Linked DNA regions of Zea mays: all the other regions are linked to region 1. The links are chromatin contacts, called in public Hi-C maps. All regions are on one chromosome and are shown on one strand. The core of a region is the stretch at or near the end of the contact, and the rest is flanking DNA. Distances in the headings are between cores, read along the strand shown. Region 1 overlaps LOC118473606 (probable glutamyl endopeptidase, chloroplastic). Region 2 holds the start of LOC103634565 (ubiquitin-conjugating enzyme E2 32-like). Region 3 holds the start of LOC100384293.

Region 1 (4,221 bases), core at 683-3,182:
TTCTACAGAACGAGGATAGAACACTCTGGGAGGCAACAAACACATATGTCGAGATGAGCCCTTTCATGTCTGCAAACAAAATCAAGAAACCAATTTTACTTATCCATGGAGAGCAGGACAACAATTCTGGGACATTGACAATGCAGGTCAAGTCTTATGCTACAAGCCTGCTCATAGCCTATGAAATCTATCAATCTCTCTGGAAAAGTGTTTGAACTTTGTTGCTGCTTCCTACTGCATATGATGCTTGAATCTTAGCAAACAATAACAAGAGTAATATTCCATACACAAGTAGTCCAAGTGACCCAAACTTCTTCAGTGAGAGGTAGATTCGTAAGAAGTATAATCACGCATGCTACCAAGGACTACACTTTTAATTGTTGTACCAGGATAGCAATTTTAATTTTGCATATGTGATATTAGACCTGCTTGATTTGGAGTGTCTTTACCATTAAACTGACTTGTTTGCTTCTGGTTGTTTTATGCAAGTCTTCATTATTTTCTGTGGAAATATTCTCTATGTTCTCATGATTTGATTTTCTGCTTATTTTTGTTACTGGTTAGTGACTTTTACTAATCTGCGTTATTGATCTTATGGTTTGTCCTTTTTCTTTTTGCAGTCAGACCGATTCTTCAATGCCTTGAAAGGTCATGGTGCACTGTCTCGTTTGGTAATACTTCCTTTTGAGAGCCATGGGTACTCTGCCAGGGAGAGTATCATGCACGTCCTCTGGGAGACCGATAGGTGGTTGCAGAACTACTGTGTAAATGGTACTAGCAAGGTTGACTCAGTGTCAGAGGCTGACAGTAAAAACAAAACATTGTCAGCTAGTGGTGGCAGTGCAGCCCGTGAAGGTCTAAACCCTGAGGAACTCTCATCATTACCAAGATCGCTTCTGTGGTAAGTTTTTTCCTTGGTTGCTGCTTCTCAAGAAGAAAAAAGATACACTTGTTTGTTTGTTTGTCTGTTGGGTTAATTGGCGCTCCTGATATTGTCTTACGTAGTATTTGCGATACCTGCTTTAAAGCTCACTGTACAGACTGAAAAAAAAATCTCATCTGCTTAATTATCTTATATCAAAGTTCCCACACGGAGCAGGCTGCTTACAATGATGTCTTAAGTCGCTTACTGTGCAAATGCATGCAATCGCGTAGACAAATATCTATTGTGATGCATTTTAAAAATTAAGCATGTCAATACCAAATGATAATAAAACAAATGGTTTCAGTTTCGGTAACTTATTAGTTTTATTTTGTGCAGCTTATAGAGTCGTGTTTAATGGTTGAATTGTGCATCCATCTGCATGGACTTGTATACTTTTCTCAATTCTTCATAAGAAAAGATGATAACATACTTGATTTCGTACAGATCAACTTCAGTTGGTGTTCATGAAACATTCCCTGGACAGCAAGCCTAAAGGGAAAAAATAGTGTATCGTTGCACTTCTACCTTAACCGACTACCAGGGATGCCTTGATTGGCCTCATATTTGTTTCGATTGCTGCAGGTGATCATGTTACTGGCATGCAGGAGCCCCCTACCCCCCCCCCCCCCCCCCACCCCCACCCCACAAATATAAGAAAGGCCTAGTCTCTGGTGGCCACTGCACTCAGATATATTTGGGTCAATTTGTATTCTATTGGTAATGGCCAATGGAAGTCATTCTTGCGATTAATATCATGTACAGAAATATAGCCTTTTGCAGTTTTGATCCCAACTCTTGCACTTGGCAGCGAACTGATACGTTGGTTTTCTTTGACAGCAATCTAAAATAAAATAATAACTAATGAGATTATCATATGCTCCAATGTCTCGCATCGTCACATTTTACCTGTTACCATTATTTACTGCAGCTGTTGTACTGACATTCGTTGCCCATTTGAGAGGCGCGGGTTTGCCTGGATAGCTGGGTAGCTGGGTAGCTACCGGTAGCCTGGGTGGGCTTGGCCTGTTTACTGCAATACAGTGCGGGTCTGTTGGGTAGGTTGTATTGGGTTAGCTGAGTTTGGCTCGGTTTTTGTTTGGTTGCCCGCTTTAGCGTAACTTTTTCGTTTTTATATTTAAAATATTTGAAGTTTCATTTCATATCGCGGTTCTTAAAAGTACAAGTCTAGGTGCCTGTCGTCCTAGGAGGAGCGGCCGACACCTAGATGTAAAATTTATTTGAACTTTTTTTTTGCACCCGGGCCTTTTGGGATTTGTAGCTTCAGCTAGGGATACCAACGAGTATATACCCATCGAGTAGTATCATTTTATTTTATACATGTACTCGTCAATAAAAATTATACTTGTCAGGTTACTCATCTGCTCTTGTGGGTATAAAAACTTACTCGTTGGCTAATAAAAATTATACCTATACGGGTAATTTTACCTGTTGGCTAACCCGTACCTGTAAGGTCTCAAATTCTAATATTTGTATCACTTAGAATGTTAAATAAACACACAAATATAAGTTCAACTTAAACCATGAGATTACATAATAGTTAAACAAATAATAGTTGAGAAGGATTTTTTAGCTAAGATCTGCTTTATTATTGATAATAATAATATGACGTCGGTATATTTTACATATGGGTACATGAGTATGGATAGTATCCATCTATACCTGTATCTGTCTACCCAACAGGTAGAGATTCTTGACCATTAACATACCCGCGGATAGAGAAACCATCTCATACTCGTCTACATATCGGGTAAAATTCATCGGTTTTTGGGTTTCAGGTATCCATTGTCATCTCTATCTCTAGGAGACCCCGTATCTCATCTCCTATCACATCTCCTATTTTAAACCTTACTCTGTAAACAGTGTCATCTATAGTTTTTGCTTTCCTATATTTTATACTACCCCCTGAGACAATTTTAGGAGAGGTGGCAAGCCTCACTCTCATTCGGTCGGGGGGACAATAGGTACCTACCGCTTAGACGCTTAGGCTGTCTCTAGCACACTCCTATCATATTCTCTTTTAAATATTACTATGTAAATAGTGTCATTTAAGTTTCGCGTTCCCTATTTTACACTACCTACTGGAGACAATCTTAGTGGAGGGGTGGCAGGTCCCCCTTCCCTATATCTCTACTATTATATAAGACGTTAGTGTAGACGTCCACATTTTTTTGGTGCACGGTTCTGCCGTCGCCCGCTCTCCTCTCACTGTCTCGCCCTCGCCCCCGCCCCCGCTGTCCTATCTCGAGCATCCGATCTCTCGCCCGCCATTATGGAAGGAGAATCAACACATCGAGGGAAGGTCCGTGTGGTTCTTGAAGGTCCGACTCCGCTCTCCTCTCTGATGTCTCTCTCGCCCGCCATCTGCGCCAAGAATCACCGCCATCTCCGCGCTCCTCTCTGCAATCCACCGCCATCCATGGCAGCTCTATCCGCGCCCACAAATCGCGCACAGATTCATGGCAGCCGCGCCCTGCTCTCCTCTCTGCAGTCCGCCACGATTCTTGGCGCCCACACCTCTGCAGTCTGCCCTGCTCCGTGCTCCTCTCTGCAATCCACCGCCATCCATGGCAGCTCTGTCCGCGCCCACAAATCGCGCGCAGATTCATGGCAGTCGCCTTTCCGCTCGAGCACTCACGCAATCATCACCGCCGCCATCCATGGCAGCTCTGTCCGCGCCCACAAATCGCGCGCAGATTCATGCTTCCCGCTATCACATTCTCACTGACTGCCCCGGTCGCGCTTCCTTCTCCTGCAGCCATCAGAAAAGGGGGCAAAAAGGCCACCGAATTCTCCTCGCCCGGGCACAACCTCGCTCCAGAGTCCAGGCCAAACCAGCAGGTCGCCTTTCCGCTCGAGCACCCACGCAATCATCACCGTCGTCTTCCTGTCGCTCTTCTCTCCCCCTTCCATTCCTCGGCACCACGCCCTCGGGAACGTCGCATGCCCTCCGCACAAGGCGCCGCCTGTTCCCGGTGACCGCGGGGCCGAGATCGGCGCGCCATGGCCGCGCCCGAAGGCCTGGACCAGGACTGTGCATAGGACGCCGCCATTAAGCTCTTCGGCCGCAGCATCCCGGTTCTCCACTCCTCCGTCTTCGCCGCCACCGCCGTGGCCGCATCTGAGGTGAGCAGCAACAGTCTCAGTTCTCGGATTCATTCCCTGACGAGGGACGGGGATCTTTCATGGTCGACGGGTTCTCGCGGGGGAGCAGGATGGTCATTGTCGGCCATTTCTGAGGAAAAGGGAGAGGACGGGAAAGCGGAATCCGATACGCT
Region 2 (4,286 bases), core at 1,761-4,260, 370 kb after region 1:
TGAGCTTTTGCCATAAGGTCGCGGGATATTGTTGAATACTTCACAGCCTTCTGTGCGTACGACTGGGCTTCACTAGTGCTTTCATCAAACGCCTTCAAGATGTTCAGCGCATCTGACTTCCTACTCCTTCCAACTAAATCAGTAATACTCTGACCAAAAGAAGATCTAAAGCTAGGGTACTGGTAAAAGACTGGGGGTTGGATATTGAAGGAAGCATGACCGACGGGGTCATGGGATGTGCCAAGCACATCAGCAGATGTCCCAGTAGGTGCTGCTGTTGCTACTGGGACAGATGCTGCTGCTACTGGGTTAGGTGCTGCTGTTGGATTAGGGACTGCTACTGGGGCAGGTGCTGGTACTGGAGCATGTAATATTGCTAGAGCACCAATGGGGACGCCGTAGCACGTGTCAGTGATACTTCTCAACTGAAAGTAAAAAACAATGATAAAATGATAAATGAATAACAAATTGCAACTATTGTGGAGTATCATTTGCAACTTACCCTGAGGTGTCCAAACTCAGTGGTCCCAGGAGGAACATCTCCCCTGAGATCCATATTTGCTATAGCATCAATCATCTTGGAGTCCAAGAAAGCACATCGAGGGATTGAAAAAGGACTTGTGTCTAATCCATGTTGCAGGTTGTCGACATAAAGCATCTGCATGTTTTTAACATTAGGTAAAAGACACATGGGTATTTTAGGTTGAATTCATATAATGAAAAAAAGTAAACCAAATTGGCACAGGTGCAATAAGCCAGTTGAAATAGCCTCATACTAAAATTATTGCTACTTTATGAACAACATAAATTACAAAATACATGTGAATGTGTGAACTAAGTTATCATAAAAAAAATGCCCTCAAATTGCAACTTGTAACATATGACAGTTGTAACAGTAAACATAAAAAATTACTACTTGTGTAATTGGAAGAGTAAGTTGCAAGGGCAAAAATTGAATGTGTGTGTTGAGCTTACAGCTACAAAGATCCCGCATCCACTGATGGGTGCGTTAATGCCTTTCTCCGCAAAATCCTTTCTATAAAGACGAGCAGCTATGCTCATCCTGTCTACTACAGCTTTGCACCAGTTCTTGTTGCCCATGTTCTGGATGTCCTGAGTGTACTTCACATCATCAATCCTGATGCGAGTGTCAGTATTGGAGAATAGAAGACACTGAAATGCTGCCATGAAAAAGGCTCTCAGGCCCAGCTCCCCATTGAGAGTCCTCTTCTGCAATCTATCAGTGATAACAGATATATTGATGCCAGATATGCGTCTATAAGATTTCCCACAAATTTGCTCCCCCAGCTCGTCCCGCAAGGCACGAGCATCTGCATCAGACATGGGGGGCGGATCACTGCCAACGTTTGGTAACTGCAAAACACACCAAACACTGTGTTCGGTGATTTGAATCTCTTTCCCACCATCAATCTCTAATTTCATTGTTTCTGGGTTAAGCTTCCGCATCAGCCAGCTAAGCAACTTTCTCGACAATAAATGTGGCTTGAATCTAAGCAGGCCGCCAAACCCCTTAGCAACCACTTCACTTTTCAATTCATCAGATAGAGAATTCACAAGCTTTATAAACTTCCCAGGTGAGCATCGAATAGCTCGTGTCTTAGTTATACCCTTATTTTCATCTCCACCAACAATACCAACATTGTCATCACCAGACCCATCGCCACCAGGAACAAACTCTGTGTCTTTTTCATCATCACTTTCGGCGTCTTGTATAGGAGGGACTTTCAACCTTAATCTCTTCTTCCTTTCCTTTAATTCATTTTTATCTAATTGCTTTCTCTTGTTTTCAACACGGGGAGAGCGACGGACAGCATGAGCGCCTTGCTGGCCTGATACATTCTGATCTTGATCCATTATAAAAAACACTGAAAAAATGGGAATGCAAAAAACATGAGGGCACAGACACATGGTACAGATCTCATAACCAAAAATTGCTAATCAACAAACTAAAACACACAGTACAAAAATAGGAACAAAAAATAGTTGCAATACACACTAATGCTGCACACATACATTAGTACTGGGACAGAATTGCAACATTCGACATAAGCCAGTTGCAACAAGACTGCTAAAAAAATTACTACTGGGACAGTTGCAACAGTGAATTTAAACAAATAACTAGTTATATACGAGCACTGTTATAAAAGACAGTAATGATGTATGTGGTCTGAAAGTAAAAATTATACAGTTGCAACTTATGTCATGGACCAGTTGCAACAAAAGGTACACTGCAGTTACAATAAAAGTGGAAACATCTGAGATTATAACCTAGAACACAAACTGCTTGTTCAAAAATGAAATGTATCCGCATTAACCTAGATTATAACCTAGAATACAACAATTAATAATTCCAATCAACGAATAATACTAGTTGCAACACTTGGGGAAAAAATGGGGTTTACCTGTCTATTACCGAAAATAACAAAACAAATCCAAAAAATGGGGACAGAGAAATGGGAGAGAGATCGGATGCGCTTACACGGCGGTCGCGGGCGCAAACTACTCCGGCGCGGGCTACGTCGACGTTCGCGGTCTACGACTCAGGCGAGCAAACGATTCTGACGGGAGCGGAGGATCCGTTCGCGGAGAAGTGTGGAGGGGGCCGGAGCTGGGAACGAGCGGGAGCGTGCGGGAGCATGCGGGATGGACGAAGACGGGAACGGGAGCGAGCGCACAACGGCTACGGTGAGGGCTAGGTCGCCGGGGAAGAGAATGGATTGAGCCGTACGCGGAGGGCCAGGAAAGTGGAAAAAAGGCGCAGTCGGGCGCGGGTAAGTGAAAAGGCACAATATCGGTTCCGCTGCGTCGGTTCGGCTGTGTGGATAGGTTGGGTCGGACCATGTGCACATGGGCGCGTAGGTTGCGTCTGGGTGCATTCTCTATATTGAATACACTCAGGTGTAATATATAATAACAGTATATATATATATATATATATATATATATATATATATATATATATATATAAAAGCTGTTCGGCTGTGGGCCAGTGGCTGTCGCCACTCGCTACCTCACGCGCTTCCGCTACCTCTCGTTGTGTCTCGTCCTCTCTCTCTTCTATTCCATTCCCAACTTGGCTGCCCAACCCTTGCGTCGGTAGACGGCGGCCGCGGCGAGGATAGAGGGTTCCCTGAGGAGGCAGTGATGGAGACCATGGCTAAGTACAACCGAAGCAACCCGGCAGTGAAGCGGATCCTGCAGGAGGTTAAGGAGATGCAGTCCAACCCCTCACCCGACTTCATGGCCCTCCCCCTCGAGGTCCCAATCTCAACCCTATCGCTCACTATAATAACGAAATTTGTCCGATCTGATCTTATTCATGCCTTAATCGAATGTCGATTGATTATTGATTGTATTTTTTCTATTGCGGTGTTCGGCGTTTTAGGGTCTCGATAATTTGTTGACCGGTTCGCTTGCGTTTTTTTCTAGATCTGTTAATTAAACTGCTAATACGATCAATTAGCAGTAGGAACTTGCTGCTGTAGTAGTTGAGGATCAAGTGGGGTATGTTTTAAATTTTATCTCCGAATGAAGGGAATATTTTTTTTTTTTTGCAATGAGACTCAATATGCCAATTTGATTCACTGCTAAGCTTCTTATGTATAATAATTATTACTAAGAGGTTCACTTACATGCATTTGACCAGGAAGACATCTTCGAGTGGCAATTTGCTATCCTTGGCCCGAGAGACAGCGAGTTTGAGGGTGGAATCTATCATGGCAGGATCCAGCTTCCCTCGGATTATCCATTCAAGCCGCCGTCCTTCATGCTACTCACGGTATGTAGTATTTATGTTCTAATTGTCATCTGTTATCTCACTAACGTGTTTGTGAGCCATTGCTGACTTCACTATGTGCTGAAGCCAAGTGGACGCTTTGAGATTCAGAAGAAGATTTGTTTGAGCATATCCAATTATCACCCTGAGCACTGGCAGCCATCATGGAGTGGTGAGTAACCTTTCATCATTTGTTTATAAATGACTGCTCAAGTGCTCTGTTTGCTAATGGGCCCCTCTAGTAAGCTGAAAAGCAACATTATTCATCGTCCACTCGTATATAATTTTGTGGGCTATATGAGCTTGGTGCAAAATAAATTTCTTTTCTTTTGGTCTTTGGATTTCCATCAGGCCAAGTACCCGCCTTATGGCTAGGCCAAAAGTAAACATGCATTTCTTCATTCTTAAGATGAATATATGAATGCTAGGGTTGAACAGTTGGTTTGCTTCTGAGAGTATTCAAGTCTGCAATGCTTTTTTGGTGGGCAGT
Region 3 (3,912 bases), core at 784-3,283, 410 kb after region 1:
CCATAGATCAAAACCTAGAATAGTGCTGGCAGAAAATTTATCCAGTTTAAATTTGACAGTTGACACAAAACACCAAATCAGCTTAGCATGTACTAATGACAGCTTTTGCCAAAAAAAAAGAAAAGAATTCCTAATTTCTAGATGGATCAACCATGTCTGTCCTAGAAAAGGAGAGACAAGGCTAAACCCGTTTGGTTTAAAACACCATGCTACAATCATTCAGGGCGGAGGTTCATAGAAGAAACAAAAAAAACAGTAAGCTAACATCCATGTATAAGCAAAGAAAAACGTAATAGTTTGCAGCCTCAAATAGTACTAGGTCCAGAATTCGAGACAAGGCAACTCAAGCAAGAGAAGACTGACATGAAGCAAGTCTAATCGGACAAGCTGGTTATTTCTAAGCATGAAAATAAGCTGTACAAACAAGCAAGATAATGGAAAGGCAAACAGAAGTATTAACAGCAGGTCAATGCTATGAAAAGATGATACAACCTCATCAAAATCAGCAAATATGTATGAATGCTCCTTCATGAACCAGATCTGCAGAAATATTATGATAGTCAGTGAGCTTAAATCTCAGGGGGGAAATGCCAGAAAACGTCAGGAAAGTAAACGGGGGACAGAAGTGAAGTGTGTAATACCATTGCTGACAGACACTGCAAGCTTGCGGCCCTAAGAAGCCTGTGATCCTCTCCTTGTCGACGTGAAAGTGCACATACTTTGTGCACCAAGCTTTCAATATTGCGTGCATATGTGTTGTCTACCTGCTAATATGCGAGGGGAAAATGAATCCTAAAGCATACCTCAAAGGCTCAAACAAAAAATTATTATGACCAATTAGCAATTAAGTGAGAATTTAAAGCACAGAACATGTCTGGCTGTCATGCCCCACCTGACTGTTAATAAAGTTTGCTAAAGTTTGACAGCCAAGGATGTGAACATTCTCCTGCTTGCTTTCTAGAAGCTCGGTAAGGACATTCACTAGGCTGATGGCAAAATATGCCCTGCAACAACACATGTGCAAGTAGGACAACATAAGAACTCTGCCACAAAACCTTATCATCAACAGTTAACATTGCAATAAATAGTGCACAAGTGGTACTTAAGAAATTAGCAAACTCACATCTGCTCCTTACAAATGAAGAGTAGCTTGCTGTAAGCTTCAGTGATGATTCTGACGAAGTTCACATGGGCAGAGCGCAGCTCCTTGTGACTCCTCTGCTCTAGAAACTTGGCAATCTGGCAGGCAGGCAAGCAGTGAAGAATAAACAAGCAATGATTAACCACATCGTCCTGTAGCAGGGCAATACGTCACAAAATGGCAACATCACATGCCTTTGGTATGCGCAATGGGTTCTTCGCAGCATACTCGCACAACTTCACTATTTTCCTCTCATTCGGAGCACCATCCTGCAAAAAGTAGAGCGTGTAAACACAGTAAGCAGCGACACACTTGACCAATAATGCCACATACAATCAGCACTAAAATCAACATTATCCACAGAATTAAGTTAGAGAAGACAGGATTCGACACGATTGACAGAGCAAATATTATTCCGCTAGGCATTTTATAAGGAAGCATGTTACCAACTACTTGCAGATCCAAAATGACACAATGCATCACGCAGCCGCAACAGCCAGGCAATGCCGATACCGGACTTCCTAAACTAGACGCGCGTAGACTGAACCGAAGGAGAGGAGGAAACGATACTCACGGGCGTCTTGGGGAATATCTCGGCGAGCAGCTTCTTGTAGCGCTTGACGGGGCGGCGCGAGCTCGGGCGCAGCGCGGGGCAGCACACGCACACGCTCTCGCACGACGGCAGCAGCTTCGCCGAGAGGAAACCCATGTCTTCCGCCGGCCCTGCGAGAACGACGCAGCGGCCCTCGTAGATCTCACCCGCGCCTCTCCGACCGCAGAGAGCGCCCAGACTCCCGCTTGGAGTATATCTCAGGCCTCCACTCCTAGCTCCGCCGCCGCCGCCGACCGACCCCAAACCCAGCCCGTGGAGACGACCCAAAACCCAGAAATGTAGAGGGCTACAGAACCGACGGGTGGGAGGGGGGAATTTGGGGTGGGAGCCTGGGAGGGGAGGTGGAGGGGAGGGGGGCGGGCGGAGGGCTGGACTCCTGGACCGCTGGTGTGCGAGGACAGGCGAGAGGGCCGAGGAGATACCACGTGAGAGAGAGAGAAACCGAGAAAGAGAGAGGCCTCGGTGGCAGCGCCAATTGCAGCAGCCTTTTCCTGTGTTTCCCCGCGCCGAGTGACCTGCGCTTTCCACACGCGCCACTGTGACCTGTGAAGTGAGAACAGGGGCGTGCTGACTGCCCACTTGCCCAGTGCCCACGCCAGTACGCACTTCGGCACTTGTGAATTGTGACGGACTCCTGCGTTTTGAACGTTGAGTGCGGCCCCCAGGTCCCCACTCCCTGTGCGGCAGGGACCCTAGGTCAAAACCGTTCAGTAGTACCATAGAAAGTTGGAAGCTGGAGGAGCTCATCCATGAACATAAACGAAGAGGAGCATAGACCCAGCTTAAATCCAAATTTTGGCCGTCACAAACTACAACTGAGTGCTAAATGTCTAGCTATTTCAGATTGTTTCTACAAAAATCGTCCAAGAAGTATACAATCGGCGAGTATTACGATAGAAAAGAATTTATCACTTTCTAGATCCTAAATATCCCTTTATTTTCCTGCCCACATAATCCTCACAGCTAGATTCTAAGACTGAACCAAACAGTTTTATAATCATCTGTATCTTTGACGGGCAGAGTTGTATAGTAGGCGCGGCCATATTGAATAATTAAGAGTTGGAGTTGAAATTTCTGGGAGGGTCGGAGACCTTCTCGTGACAGGCATTGGGAAATGGCATACTTTATTCGTCCATCCATTAGATTATAGAAGACGTCGTTGATGCAACCTAGGACTTGGGTTGTTGTTTATGTAGTTGCTGTCTTGCTGATCACTCCAGGTTTGGTGCGCCCTAGATGATGCCATGCTGCTTAATCATGTTGGCCAGTGTTTTGTCAGGACATTGGGTTCTTTAGTAAGTAGGACGGGCTTCTTTACTGCTGCCGTGGGCGAGCTCGTGGAGTAATTGATCGCGTGTGTCTGCTTTCAGGCTTCAGCTGTTCAGCAATATAATATGCACGTTCAGGAAATTTTGGGTTTTATCCACTAGTGTTTGGCTCTGATGGAAAAGCTTGAAGAGCTGGATAAAAATGCTGAGAAGGGGACCTTATCGTCTTCTGATTCAAATGTAAGAGCCTGTTTGAAGGTTAGACTCCTAACAACTTCTAGGGAGAAAGAAATTAAGTGGTTCCAAAGATCAGAAAAATCTCTTAGAAGGGGATGATAACACAAAGTTCTTTCACTTGGTAGCAAATAAAAAATATAGTAAATCTCGTATTTTCCAGCTTGAGGATAAGGGAAGAGTCATCAAATGGGATGATACTTTAAAGGAATATAAGTATTATCAAAATCTTTTTGGACCATACGATCTGCCGGTTACCCAGAAAGGGGTACATGAGGTAAGGCTCATAAAACTCTCGTTGGACATTTACCAACCAAATCATAGCCAAGCAAGTATGTTAAGCGAGGTGAGCGACCAAGCCCTCGCCGAACAAGTCTGCGAGGCGGGGCAAACGACCAAACCTCAGCCGAGCAAGTTCGAAAGACGAGACGAACGACAAAGTCCCCGCCGAGCAAGTCTGCGAGGCGAGGCGAACGATTAAGTCCCCGCCGACCGAATCCGCAAGGAAGGAACCCGGGCCGACGCTGTCGGCCCACGACGGCCGCGACAACGTCACCAAACCACGACCAGGCCGTACCTACACTACCAAAAGACGTCAGACAGACACGATATAACACCCATGCATGCACCCCACGGATAAAACCTCACTGACTTAC

The links. A called contact is a pair of places that touch in the nucleus more often than the background predicts.
Region 2: a Hi-C map of endosperm shows a contact between it and region 1, with 2.1 times the contacts expected there. The contact joins the promoter of LOC103634565 here to the enhancer-like site in region 1. A contact is called at or near these places in 2 of 25 Hi-C or Micro-C datasets (bundle sheath and endosperm).
Region 3: a contact with region 1 is called in a Hi-C map of endosperm, with 2.5 times the contacts expected there. The contact joins the promoter of LOC100384293 here to the enhancer-like site in region 1. A contact is called at or near these places in 2 of 25 Hi-C or Micro-C datasets (ear and endosperm).

What each region holds. Positions count from the first base shown.
Region 1 is chr1:49,055,454-49,059,674 of Zm-B73-REFERENCE-NAM-5.0, forward strand. LOC118473606 (probable glutamyl endopeptidase, chloroplastic) reads left to right here. Exons shown (of 15, transcript XM_035963511.1): 13 at 9-146; 14 at 621-901; 15 at 1,370-1,801. The coding sequence ends at 1,370. Among protein-coding and RNA genes, the nearest start is that of LOC118473608, 3.5 kb to the right of the region's middle. Within about 2 kb of position 1,933, at least 16 of the 20 cell types and tissues checked have an H3K27ac peak or open chromatin away from gene starts, as enhancers often do. A contact at or near this core is called in ear and endosperm, where this site is marked.
Region 2 is chr1:49,421,526-49,425,811 of Zm-B73-REFERENCE-NAM-5.0, forward strand. It overlaps LOC103634565 (ubiquitin-conjugating enzyme E2 32-like), which reads left to right and starts at 3,011. Exons shown (of 5, transcript NM_001347211.1): 1 at 3,011-3,279; 2 at 3,668-3,799; 3 at 3,884-3,968. The coding sequence starts at 3,166.
Region 3 is chr1:49,467,954-49,471,865 of Zm-B73-REFERENCE-NAM-5.0, forward strand. LOC100384293 reads right to left here and starts at 2,034. Exons shown (of 19, transcript NM_001362343.1): 1 at 1,716-2,034; 2 at 1,336-1,410; 3 at 1,124-1,239; 4 at 893-1,004; 5 at 642-764; 6 at 493-540. The coding sequence starts at 1,850.